Linked DNA regions of Zea mays: region 2 is linked to region 1. Evidence: chromatin contacts called from public Hi-C data. All regions are on one chromosome and are shown on one strand. The core of a region is the stretch at or near the end of the contact, and the rest is flanking DNA. Distances in the headings are between cores, read along the strand shown. Region 1 holds the start of LOC100283932 (protein phosphatase 2C ABI2). Region 2 holds the start of LOC100502210 (DCD (Development and Cell Death) domain protein).

The links. A called contact is a pair of places that touch in the nucleus more often than the background predicts.
Region 2: a contact with region 1 is called in a Hi-C map of ear, with 2.0 times the contacts expected there. The contact joins the promoter of LOC100502210 here to the promoter of LOC100283932 in region 1. A contact is called at or near these places in 2 of 25 Hi-C or Micro-C datasets (ear and endosperm).

What each region holds. Positions count from the first base shown.
Region 1 is chr8:79,567,027-79,572,201 of Zm-B73-REFERENCE-NAM-5.0, forward strand. LOC100283932 (protein phosphatase 2C ABI2) reads left to right here and starts at 2,257. Exons shown (of 4, transcript NM_001156830.1): 1 at 2,257-2,908; 2 at 2,987-3,319; 3 at 3,432-3,537; 4 at 4,579-5,175. The coding sequence starts at 2,417. The coding sequence ends at 4,919.
Region 2 is chr8:80,219,770-80,225,060 of Zm-B73-REFERENCE-NAM-5.0, forward strand. It overlaps LOC100502210 (DCD (Development and Cell Death) domain protein), which reads right to left and starts at 3,458. Exons shown (of 5, transcript NM_001196687.1): 1 at 2,822-3,458; 2 at 2,574-2,674; 3 at 2,305-2,388; 4 at 1,861-1,971; 5 at 1,425-1,764. The coding sequence starts at 3,362. The coding sequence ends at 1,708. LOC100273717 reads left to right here. Exons shown (of 13, transcript NM_001148127.2): 11 at 11-94; 12 at 162-225; 13 at 322-565. The coding sequence ends at 332.

The DNA.
Region 1 (5,175 bases), core at 1,007-3,506:
TTTTTAAACTTGTCTCGTGAATTTAAACACAAATGCACAGATACAAGAACCTCAGCATGGGATGCATATTTCCATATTTATTTATTTGCTATTTGACTACTTTAGTTCTCATAGTTGGGTTTGCAAGAAAATTAAATAATTCCCAAAACACTTTCATATAAATACATGTATTTATTTATTCAATTATTTTCACCTTGTAAAGATTTTGGGCTCTACACATGGCATTTTAAAATTGTAGTGATTTAAAACATATATTGTTTTGCAATACTTTACTTCCAAACATGCCCTCGGTGGTTGATCCTCTCGGTTCCAGAAAAAAAAGGCAAAGGTAGCAAGCTACACGATTAGGGGGTATTTGGGAGTGAAGTTTTTTTAATCGTTTTGGAAAAATACTACAGTATTATTTATAAAATAGTGTTTGACAAGCTAGCTAAAATCTTTATTTTCAAAACTAAAGTATTGCAAATACTGTAGTATTTTTAGGGTTCTAAACCTTAGTTTCTAAAATTGTAATATTTTAAACTGTGGTATTGTCTAGTAATTTAAAAATTGTGGTTTTCAAAAAACCCTGGTCCTTATTGGTAGGTGATAAGTGTCGCAAATCGAGGACACTTGGCCGCTTCTTTGTCGTCACTTGTAGGACTGATTTGGTGGATAATGATCACAAGGGGATATAAATAGTAAGGGGATTCCTCCCCATGAATTCTCTCGTGATCACTATCCACCAAATCAGCCTATAATTTTTTTTACCTTAGATACATACAATACACACCAGGGGCAAGGTAGGTAGTAAATAAAGGTGCACATACATGCACAAAATTTTGCAAAAATAATAATTTAGATTAAATTTTCACATTATAATCGTACACCTTTTTAAGTCATGTGCACTATCGGTTTTGCTCTATCTTGACCATTGCTGACAGCGGACGCAAATTAAAGGCGAGGGAGAAGAGATACGGGTATCTTGGCACGCATCGGCTTTGATGGAGAATGCATGGATGGAGCAGGGAGTGAGTAGAGATGATAATAGATACCCGATCCTCGATTACTTATGAGAAATTCCTTCATTAAGAATTTGTTTGGGAACCTTATTTTCTCAAGGGATTTTTATTTTTCTAAAAAAAATTAGTTTATTTTCTCTTGAGAAAATAGTAACCTCTTAGTAAAATGGAGTTCCCAAACTAGCTCTAAGAGATGAGAATGTAGAAGTTTCTTTTCCCGCGGGGATGTAAAAGGGGAAATTCTCCACCGACGAGTAAACGGGGACGAAGATGATCAAACATTCCTCATCCCTATTCTCCGCGGGGACCCGTTAAACTTACATGTAACAATGTTTTCATGTAATAATTAATTATAAAAATAAATAATTACATTGTTAAAAGATCACTTATTGTACAAATACGTTTATTTTGATGTACACATAATGATTTCTTACATTTGATATTGTGTATAAGTGACAATGTTTTGCGTTAATAACATATAAAGTACGTACTGATTATCATTTAAGCGAGGACGGGAATCCTCGACGGGGATTTATTCCCACGGAAAACGGAGATGGGAAAGAAATGTTCCCGCAAACGTTCGTGAGGATCCCCGCGTGAAAAATTTTTAGTCCGTGCGGATGGAAATGAGAACCTAAAATCCAACGGAGAATTCTCCATTATATGGAGAATAAAGATGGAAAATAAATGTCCCTCCAAATGTTTGTGGCCCGTGGGAAAAAAATTTGGCCGCGGGGACAGAAATGGGAACCTAAAACTGGACGAATAATTCCCCGTGGATGTCAGCCGATCAGTGCAGAGGAAACGTGTTGCACGGGAGTGGACGACGAGAGCAAGTGCTGCTGCTGCTGCCTCTCTGTCGGCCAGTTCCTTCGCGCTTTCCGTTCCGTTCCCCTAATCATTCACCGACGTGATGGGGAGGGGGAGGGCCCAGCCCAGCCCAGATGCCTGCCTGGCTCAACGGCCCAGACGTCACTACGTGACTCATGACATCATCCCACTCTTTACCGTCCGTCCGGACACACGAACCGAATCCATCCATCCATGGCCGACACTGCCAGGTGGGCTATCTCCCGTCGCTTCCAGCCATTGCCGTCCCCTCTCTCTCTCCATAAGCCAGCCACTCCGCTCGCTGCCTCGCTCTACCGACCACCGTGCGCGCGCGGCTTCCACTCGCGCCGGCCTGCCTGCCTGCCTGCGGCCGCAGGCGGCTTCCGTTGCCGCCAGGGCACCGCCCGTGACACCCTGATCTCCCCTCACCTACTCCTGGATTCGATCCCATCCAGCCCGTCCCGTCCCTCTCCCACCCTTTTCAGATCTGCCTGCGAGCCCCCGCCACGCACCCCCATGCCCATGCCCATGACCCCCCGACGCGAGGCCACTACTGCCAATGGCTCCCTGCCGTGACCGAGCCCATGGAGGACCTCGCCCCGGGGGCCCTCGCGCTCTTCGCCGCCGTCGCTGACTTCATAGACGACTCCGCTCCCGCTGCCGCCGGGGCCGGGATGCCACCGCCGGAGCCCGAGTCCGCGCCCGGGAGTCCCTGCTCCGACTGCAGCAGCGTCGCCACCGCCGACTTCGAGGGCTTCGCCGACCTCGCCTCCACGCTCGTGCTCGACGACCTCGTCTCCCCCGCCTCCGCCTCCGCCTCCGCCAGCTCGCTCCCCGCCTCCGGGCCCAGGGCCGCCAGGAGCGTCTTCGCGCTCGACTGCGTGCCGCGCTGGGGACTCCACTCCGTGTGCGGCCGACGGCCCGAGATGGAGGACGCCGCCCGCGTGCTCCCAACCTTCTTCCACGTCCCGCTCTGGATGCTCGCCGGCGACGCGCCCGTCGACGGCCTCGACCGGGCATCCTTCCGCCTCCCCGCGCACTTCTTCGCCGTCTACGACGGCCACGGCGGCCTTCAGGTTGCGCGCGCGTATCCACACGATTCGATTCACCTCCACACGCATAAGCTCCCTCATCAATGAATCCCGCTGCTGCAGGTCGCCAACTACTGCCGGGACAGAATGCACGAGGTACTGGCCGAGGGGCTCACCAGGGCAGAGCAGGCCGTGTCCGACGCTGACTTGAGTGGCCTTGACCCTAGTACTCACGAGCACTGGGAGAAGGTCTTTGTGGACTGCTTCAGCCGTGTTGATGCAGAGGTGGGAGGAGACGCGGCGACCGGAACCAAGCCTGTGGCTCCAGACACAGTGGGGTCAACAGCGGTGGTTGCGCTCGTCTGCTCATCGCATGTCATCGTTGCCAACTGCGGCGACTCGAGGGCGGTGCTCTGCCGGGGCAAGCAGCCCCTGCCGCTGTCCGTGGACCATAAAGTAAGTCGTCATCTCTTCTGGGGTCAACTATTATACTTGTTTCGCTCAATCTGTGGATTCTGTCTGGGTGCTAGCTTCATGCATTGCTCGTTCACTGTTCTGGTTATTCCAGCCAAACAGGGAAGATGAGTATGCGAGGATCGAGGCCCAGGGGGGCAAGGTCATCAACTGGAACGGCTACCGAGTTCTCGGTGTTCTTGCCATGTCCCGGTCAATTGGTACGCATCCCTGTCCTCTTCATGTCATGAGAGCAAACGTTGGTTCTTCAAGTCCTGAAAAACTACAGACTAGTTAATCAGACTACTTACGATATGTAGCTATCACCACTTGGAATGTCGTTTACTGGCACATTCTGTTCTTTCACAAGTTATTGGTTATTTCATTTGTTCCAGTTTCGCTTTAGGGATGTATGCTCTGATTTTGGTTTAGGGTTTAGGGAAAACCTAATGAGTTCCAACTTTAATTACGCCACTGGATAAAATGGTATGTATTTCAAACAGTTGTGTGGTTCGTGTAAAGCCTCTATGTGCATGTGTGGTTGGTTGCTGCAGAACAAAAAAAAAAAAAACTCGGCCGGGGAGGGAAAGACCGCCCTCCCGGTATTAAATTAAGAAGAGACCGAAACAATGGTCCCGGCCGAGAAAATCCCCGAACCCTGGCCCCCATCACTAACAGGTCAGCGTCAACTGTCCACTCTGCAACGGCTCAACCGGAGGGTGGCGCACAGGACATCGTAACCCGAGAGCGGATGGGGCACAGCGAGGGGATTTTTTTAACCAAGCCTGAAATTCGCTCCCGAGGGGAATCGAACCCAGGACTTGGAGGTGCTACTCGGAAGTCCTTAACCACTAGGCTAGAGGCCCTTTCGCGGTTGCTGCAGAACAGCTCCTGTAATGCTTCCATGGGAGTCTATAATCATGGACTCCGCAGTCACATTAGATGTTCAGGCCCGATGACCTGTGTTTTGCTGAACTGAACCTTTAGAGCCTCGTGTACCTTTTGTTTTTCGAGAATTTGTCCGTCGACACGTTTTTCATTCTAGAGCCTCGTGTACTGTTTTGTTGCCTTTGTATCAGTGTTCCAGTCTACCTCACTTAAGCCTGACTACAACCAGATAGACTTGTGGTTGAAAAAGTGGCCAGAAACCAACTGACTGTTTATTTGTCCCATCATCAGATAGAGTGATAGACAAATGATGACGTGATTTTGATTGATTGCCAAAAGCAGGAGATGACATATTATTGTTGATCCACATGTAGGGGACAGGTACCTGAAGCCATATATAATCCCAGTCCCTGAGGTCACAATTGTCGCCCGTGCAAAGGATGATGAGTGCCTAATTCTTGCAAGCGATGGCCTGTGGGATGTAATGTCAAACGAGGAGGTATGTGATGCTGCTCGCAAGCGCATACTGCTGTGGCACAAGAAGAACGGCGACGACTCAGCGTCAGCCCAAAGAAGCGGTGATTCGGCAGATGAAGCAGCTCAAGCAGCTGCTGAATATTTGTCGAAGCTGGCCCTCCAGAAGGGGAGCAAGGACAACATTACCGTCATTGTAGTCGACCTCAAGTCACATAGAAAGTTCAAGAGCAGAACATAACCACGGATTCGGTAAGACTTGGACAGTAACAATAGACGCTAGGAAGGTTGAGAAAATGCTCCTGTTTACCCTTTTTTTTTCTTTTTCTTTCCCACAACCATATAGGCTGCCACGTTTGATCAGGGTACAGATTCATACACAGATGTAATCTGGTTGGAGACTGGGCTGGCTAGGTAAGGTGGTCGATTCTAGGGTCCAAATCTTAGAAATAACATACATATGTAGATTCCAACAAGTAGTTCACTGATTGGGTTTG
Region 2 (5,291 bases), core at 2,208-4,707, 650 kb after region 1:
TCCCTTGCAGGTTGGAAGGGCTGGACGTTTTGGCACGAAGGGACTTGCAATTACCTTTGTTTCCTCTGCTTCGGATTCTGATGTTCTTAACCAGGTACGTCTGTGTGCTCAATTTGTTTTTTGTTGTAAAATAACTAACAATGGTGTACAACCTTTGAAAGGTGCAAGAAAGGTTTGAGGTAGACATAAAGGAACTGCCTGAGCAAATTGACACCTCGACCTACAGTAAGTGGTCCTTGTTGATCCTGCTTTGAGGGGTATATCACCGCAGTTTGGTTCTGTTGTGTAATGTGCCATTCACACTCTTGTTGTGATTGCCAGTGCCATCATAAATGGGAAGGACAACTGAGAAGAGAGGAGGATAGGGGAGTGAGCAGCCGTCTGGAGATGGTTACCTTTGAACTATCCGATCTGGAGGATTTGATTTGCCTCCTTTGTGTACTTTAAAAAGGGCAGCCAGGATGATGATCTGTATTTTAAGACAATGCTGTCTGTTTGGGTTTAGGATTTTGCTTTGTCGAAAACTAGCACACTTATTGTACTACTGAGCAGCATATTTGTTTTCATCCCTGGGTTAAATGATGCGTCTAAACACTTCTGCTGGCCTGAAAAGAGCACCACCGTCTTGGTCTCCCAGCAGCAGGCAGCATTGACTCGCTAAAAGGTTACAATTCTCAGATGCGGATGAGCCAGTCGTATTCAGCAGCCTGTAGTTACAATTCTCAGATGCCGATGAGCCAGTCGTATTCGGCATTCTGTGTTTTGTTTGGTTATCTTTTGCTGAGCCTTGGAAACAGTTTCTGTTTTTGCAAAAGCGAAAAACAAACGCAAATTAATTGAAGTGGTGAAAAATTAATGGTTCCTTTTACCTTATTATAAAAAAACATCCTCTGCTTTCAATTCTGTGAATGTGGGTAAGTTTAAAAAATTATTTACTTGCCACTAGTTGGAAAGGTATTTTGTCTTTGTTTTCCTTTCTCTTGTGATCCCTTGCAATGTGGTTTTATATTAAAAAGAAGGTTAACTAAGAAAGGTCACCGAAAAGGCGGGTCCCATGCAACATGAGAGTTTGCCTCTTATAGACTAAGATCTTTACCAGTGTTTTGAACCTGGTCAATCTGAGAACCACCAAGTGATCTTTTCCAACCTCAGCTTGAAATACACTTACACTTAGCTAAAGGCCCTTCGAACTTGGGTGCCGTTTGGTCACAAAATGTAACGTAAATGATAACGATAATGGTTCGAGTTTGTATAGGCCGGTATTAATTTCTAGTATATTATTTGATTACGGTGCACTTAAACAAACATATTTTAACGTTATCTGTTACCCATTATATTAAAAATATGTGAACCAAACAGCACGCTAAGTTTGGTTCTATTGGAAAAACAAAGTATATATAGAGGAGAAGAAAACTGAGATCCTGATTGGAGTTTCGAAAACTCCAAAAATACCACAGTTTTGGTAAACCATGGTATTTAAAACTGAGTTTTGACTGTACAAACCAAACACCTTTTGAGCTCCAATACTATAGTATCACCAAATAACATAGTATTGTTTTAAAACTATAAAAATACTATAATTCCAAAGAGGGCCTAAGTTCGAGTGTAACTTATACTAGAATAGATAATCAGATGTCGGTAATCAGCATATTATATTTATATTATACATGTACTACTCCTCTGGAACTGGAAGCAAGTATGGAGACATCAGGCTGTCTGTCTGTCAAAAATCTTCTCCGCAAATATATCAAGAAGGGAGAGCGCCTGCATGAGATTTTTTTTTTCTGGATTAGCCATTTAGCCTTGCACAGCAGCAAGTGTTGAGGCAGGCAGGCAGGCAGGCAAGAAAGAAGAGGTCACCTCAGGGACACTGAGCTCCAGCCTGAACTTGGGGCCGTCGTAGTGGTGGAGGATGGGGCGGAAAGCGTCCTCCTCCAGCGGCGAACAGATCTTGCGCGTTGCAACCCTCACCTGTTGGATCATCAGATATTATTATTAGACTGGATCAACACAGTAATCCGTTGATGATACAGATGGAGACGGGCAACTCAAGGCACTGACATGACATAAACACTAGTTAGTAGGCCAACAAGGCAAAAGCTTGACAAGGGCCACATTCACCCAACCGGAGCTTCACAACTTGGTCCATTGATAAGCTCGCCCAACTACCTTCACTACTTTTCTGTGCATGCAACTAAAGCAAGCATTTTTTCTTTTGACAATCAAGTCATTCTATAGCTAGTATTGCATGTAAAATGGACAATCATAGAGGCTGAGCATCCTCTGTTGGATTGGATCAGATACCTGAGCAGGGAAGCGGGACTCGCCGGGGCACTTCTTGTCCTCCCAAGCTGCTGGATCGATGTTGGATCCTCCGAAGCTTGCAGCCTGCGTTCGTCCCATAGACGATGAGAAATTTCCCCCTTCTTTTTTTATATTTAGTAACCACAAGCATGATTGAAAGATAAAGATGCTGAAATGATGGAATCATATGCATACGACTGATCGAGTAATAATGATGATGATGATAAACACAAAAGAGTAGAGTAGAGTAGGTATAGTTTGGACCTCACCTCAAAGATGCCGTGGAGCTGGTGGGTGGAGTAGTTGTAGAGGAAGAGGGGCAGGCCGGGCCTGATGGCCCTCACAGAATCCCTGTACCTGGACGGCAGCCCTGCAGGAATATGTATCGAGAGAGACGAAAAAAAATCACAACTTGGGGGAGTCGATCTTGGATCCGATTCGGTTAATCCTATGCTGGAATATGTACGTAACGTTCGATCAAATCAATGAATGGACAGGAAAATGAAAGAGATATTACCGAAGAGCCGCCTCTTGAGGTTCTCCTCCATGGTGTCGTTGTTGCAGACGAAGATGTAGCCGCCGATGGCCTCGCCCCTGGGCAGCGCCTCCGCCGCCGGCAGGCTCTTGAACCTCTTGTCGACGCCGGCGCCGTTGCCGGAGTTCTTGTGCTTCTTGTCGTGGTGGGCGGCGGAGTTCTTCTTGACGGTTGTGGTGGTGTTGTTGTTGGCCGGCCTGCTGCCGACGGACTTGTTGAAGTAGCTCTTGACGACGTCGTTGTTAGTGTTCTTGTTGAGGTAGTGGTCGATCATGCCCACGCTCATGCTCTTGCTGGCGACACCGGCGGCGTTGGCGTTGTAGCGGTCGGCGTTGGCCGTGGTGGCGTTGCCAAAGGCGAGCTTGGCGGATCCTATGAGGCCCGGGGCGTCGCTGAAGGAGGAGGGAGGATCCAGTGTGGTGGAGGACCAGATGGGGTCGGCGATGGAGAGGTTGGAGAAGTTGTTGTGCAGGCGCAGCTGGTCGCTGAAGTTCCAGAACTCGCGGTCGTAGGAGGCGGCCATGGCGGATGGGTCGGCGGTCAGAGGAGGACTGAGCTACCTCTCCTCTCCCTTCTCCCCTCAACCGGTGAATGGGCGGGCCGTGCAAGCAAAGGTGGGTGGGTGCTCGCGATGGGCCCCAACCACAATCAGGAGAAGTAATTAGTAGTGGTGGTGGGCCACGACGACAACCACTGATCGTGATTTGACGCTTCTCCCTCCCATGTTGCGTTCCATTCCGTACGTAGTTCTCCTTGCTCCCATGTTTGTACTCACACTATATATATGTCCATAGTGGGCCGGCCAGTTGGGTGGCACGAGACACGGCACGCGTCGGCACGGTCCAAACCCGGCCCGGCACGACAGTGTTCGTGCCCGTGCCAGTCCGGCACGCCCCCCATGCCGTGCTTGGGCCAATAGGACGGCCCACAGTGCTGGCACGAGCACGGGCCCGTTAAACGGGCATACCCGACTCGGGCACGACTCGGAGTGTGAGAAAAGAAAACCCTAGACGCTGGCTCACGCATAGGCAAACGAAAACCCTTACGGCTTACGGGCTACGGCGATTCTAGAAACCGTCTGGCGGCTGGCGGTCTGGCGCTCACGGCGATTCCAGAAAACCCTAGATTCCATCGTCGCCGCCTGGTCTCTGCTCCATCGCCGCGTCTCCCTCCCGACTCCCCTCGTCTTTCGGTCTCTGCTCCATCGCCGCGTCTCTGCTCCACGGGCCTCAGGTATTTCACCCACGACCCACCTCGTCTCCCTCCCGGCTCCCCTCGTCTTCAGGTCTCTGCTCCATCTCCATCGCTGTGTCGCTGGCTCGCTGCTCCATGGGCCTCAGCCCTCAGGTATTTCACCCACCTCGTCTCCCTCCCGGCTCCCCTCGTCTTCCGGTCTCTGCTCCATCTCCATCGCCGCGTCTCTGCTTCCGGTACCGGCGTCCCCTCCCAGCTCCCCTTCGCCTCGCCTTCCTGTATCGGTTTGGTCTCGATCTGCTAAAGCCGGTGTGGTCTCGATCTGCTAAAGCTCGTTGCTCCCAAGTCCCAACCACACAGTCGGTGGATCTGGTGCTCCGGGTAACGCAGGTAAGGTTGTAATAATTCGATTCACTGAACCGTAGTAGGTAGATCTATTGTCCCTCTCATTTGTTTTGATTTGGTTTTTGGATGAAGATCTCAGGTCGGCGCTTGCCGTGAGGGAGCCGAAGACGCGTGACTTCGTGGGTGTTTCGGTGTCGACGGGCGACGACAATGTCCATGGATCAATGTATCTCGAGGACCTTGAGGCAGCTTTTGAAGCTATGTATCTCGATGATGAGCAACAATTATCACCTGGAAGCAAGAGAAAGGATCAAGAAGGAAGCAAAGATGAGCAAGGGGGAAGAAGGAAAAGGCTTGAAATTCTTTTGGTTTTGTATCAATGTATTATGTTTTGTAATAAACATGGACTATGAACTAGACTATAAACTTTATAAGGAGCTGGTTGTACTCTTTTCCTTCCTAGGGTTTTCTCACGAGGTGTGAGTTTTTACCTAGAAAGGTTTTTAATGAACCAGCATTGCACTAAGGCCCCGATTAAATTTTATATTACCTATTTGTCTTATGTTTTGTGATGTTTTTATGTGAATTGTGATCTATGTATAAGATTCTATGTATATGTATTCAAGATGTTTTTATGTGATCTATGTATAAGATTCTATGTATTTATATGATACATCTATGTGTTCTATGTATAAGATTCTATGTATTTATATGATACATTTATATGATCTATGTATAAATGAGAAATTTCTGGCACGGGCCCGGCACGAACTGATGGGCCTACCGTGGTTTAAGCCTGGCCCGACCCATCTAATGGCTAGCGCGCCGGGTCTGGGCAACCCCAACAGCCCACGGGCTAGCCTGACCCCGCACGATGGGTGAACCGTGCAGGGCTTGGACTGGTGCCTCTCGT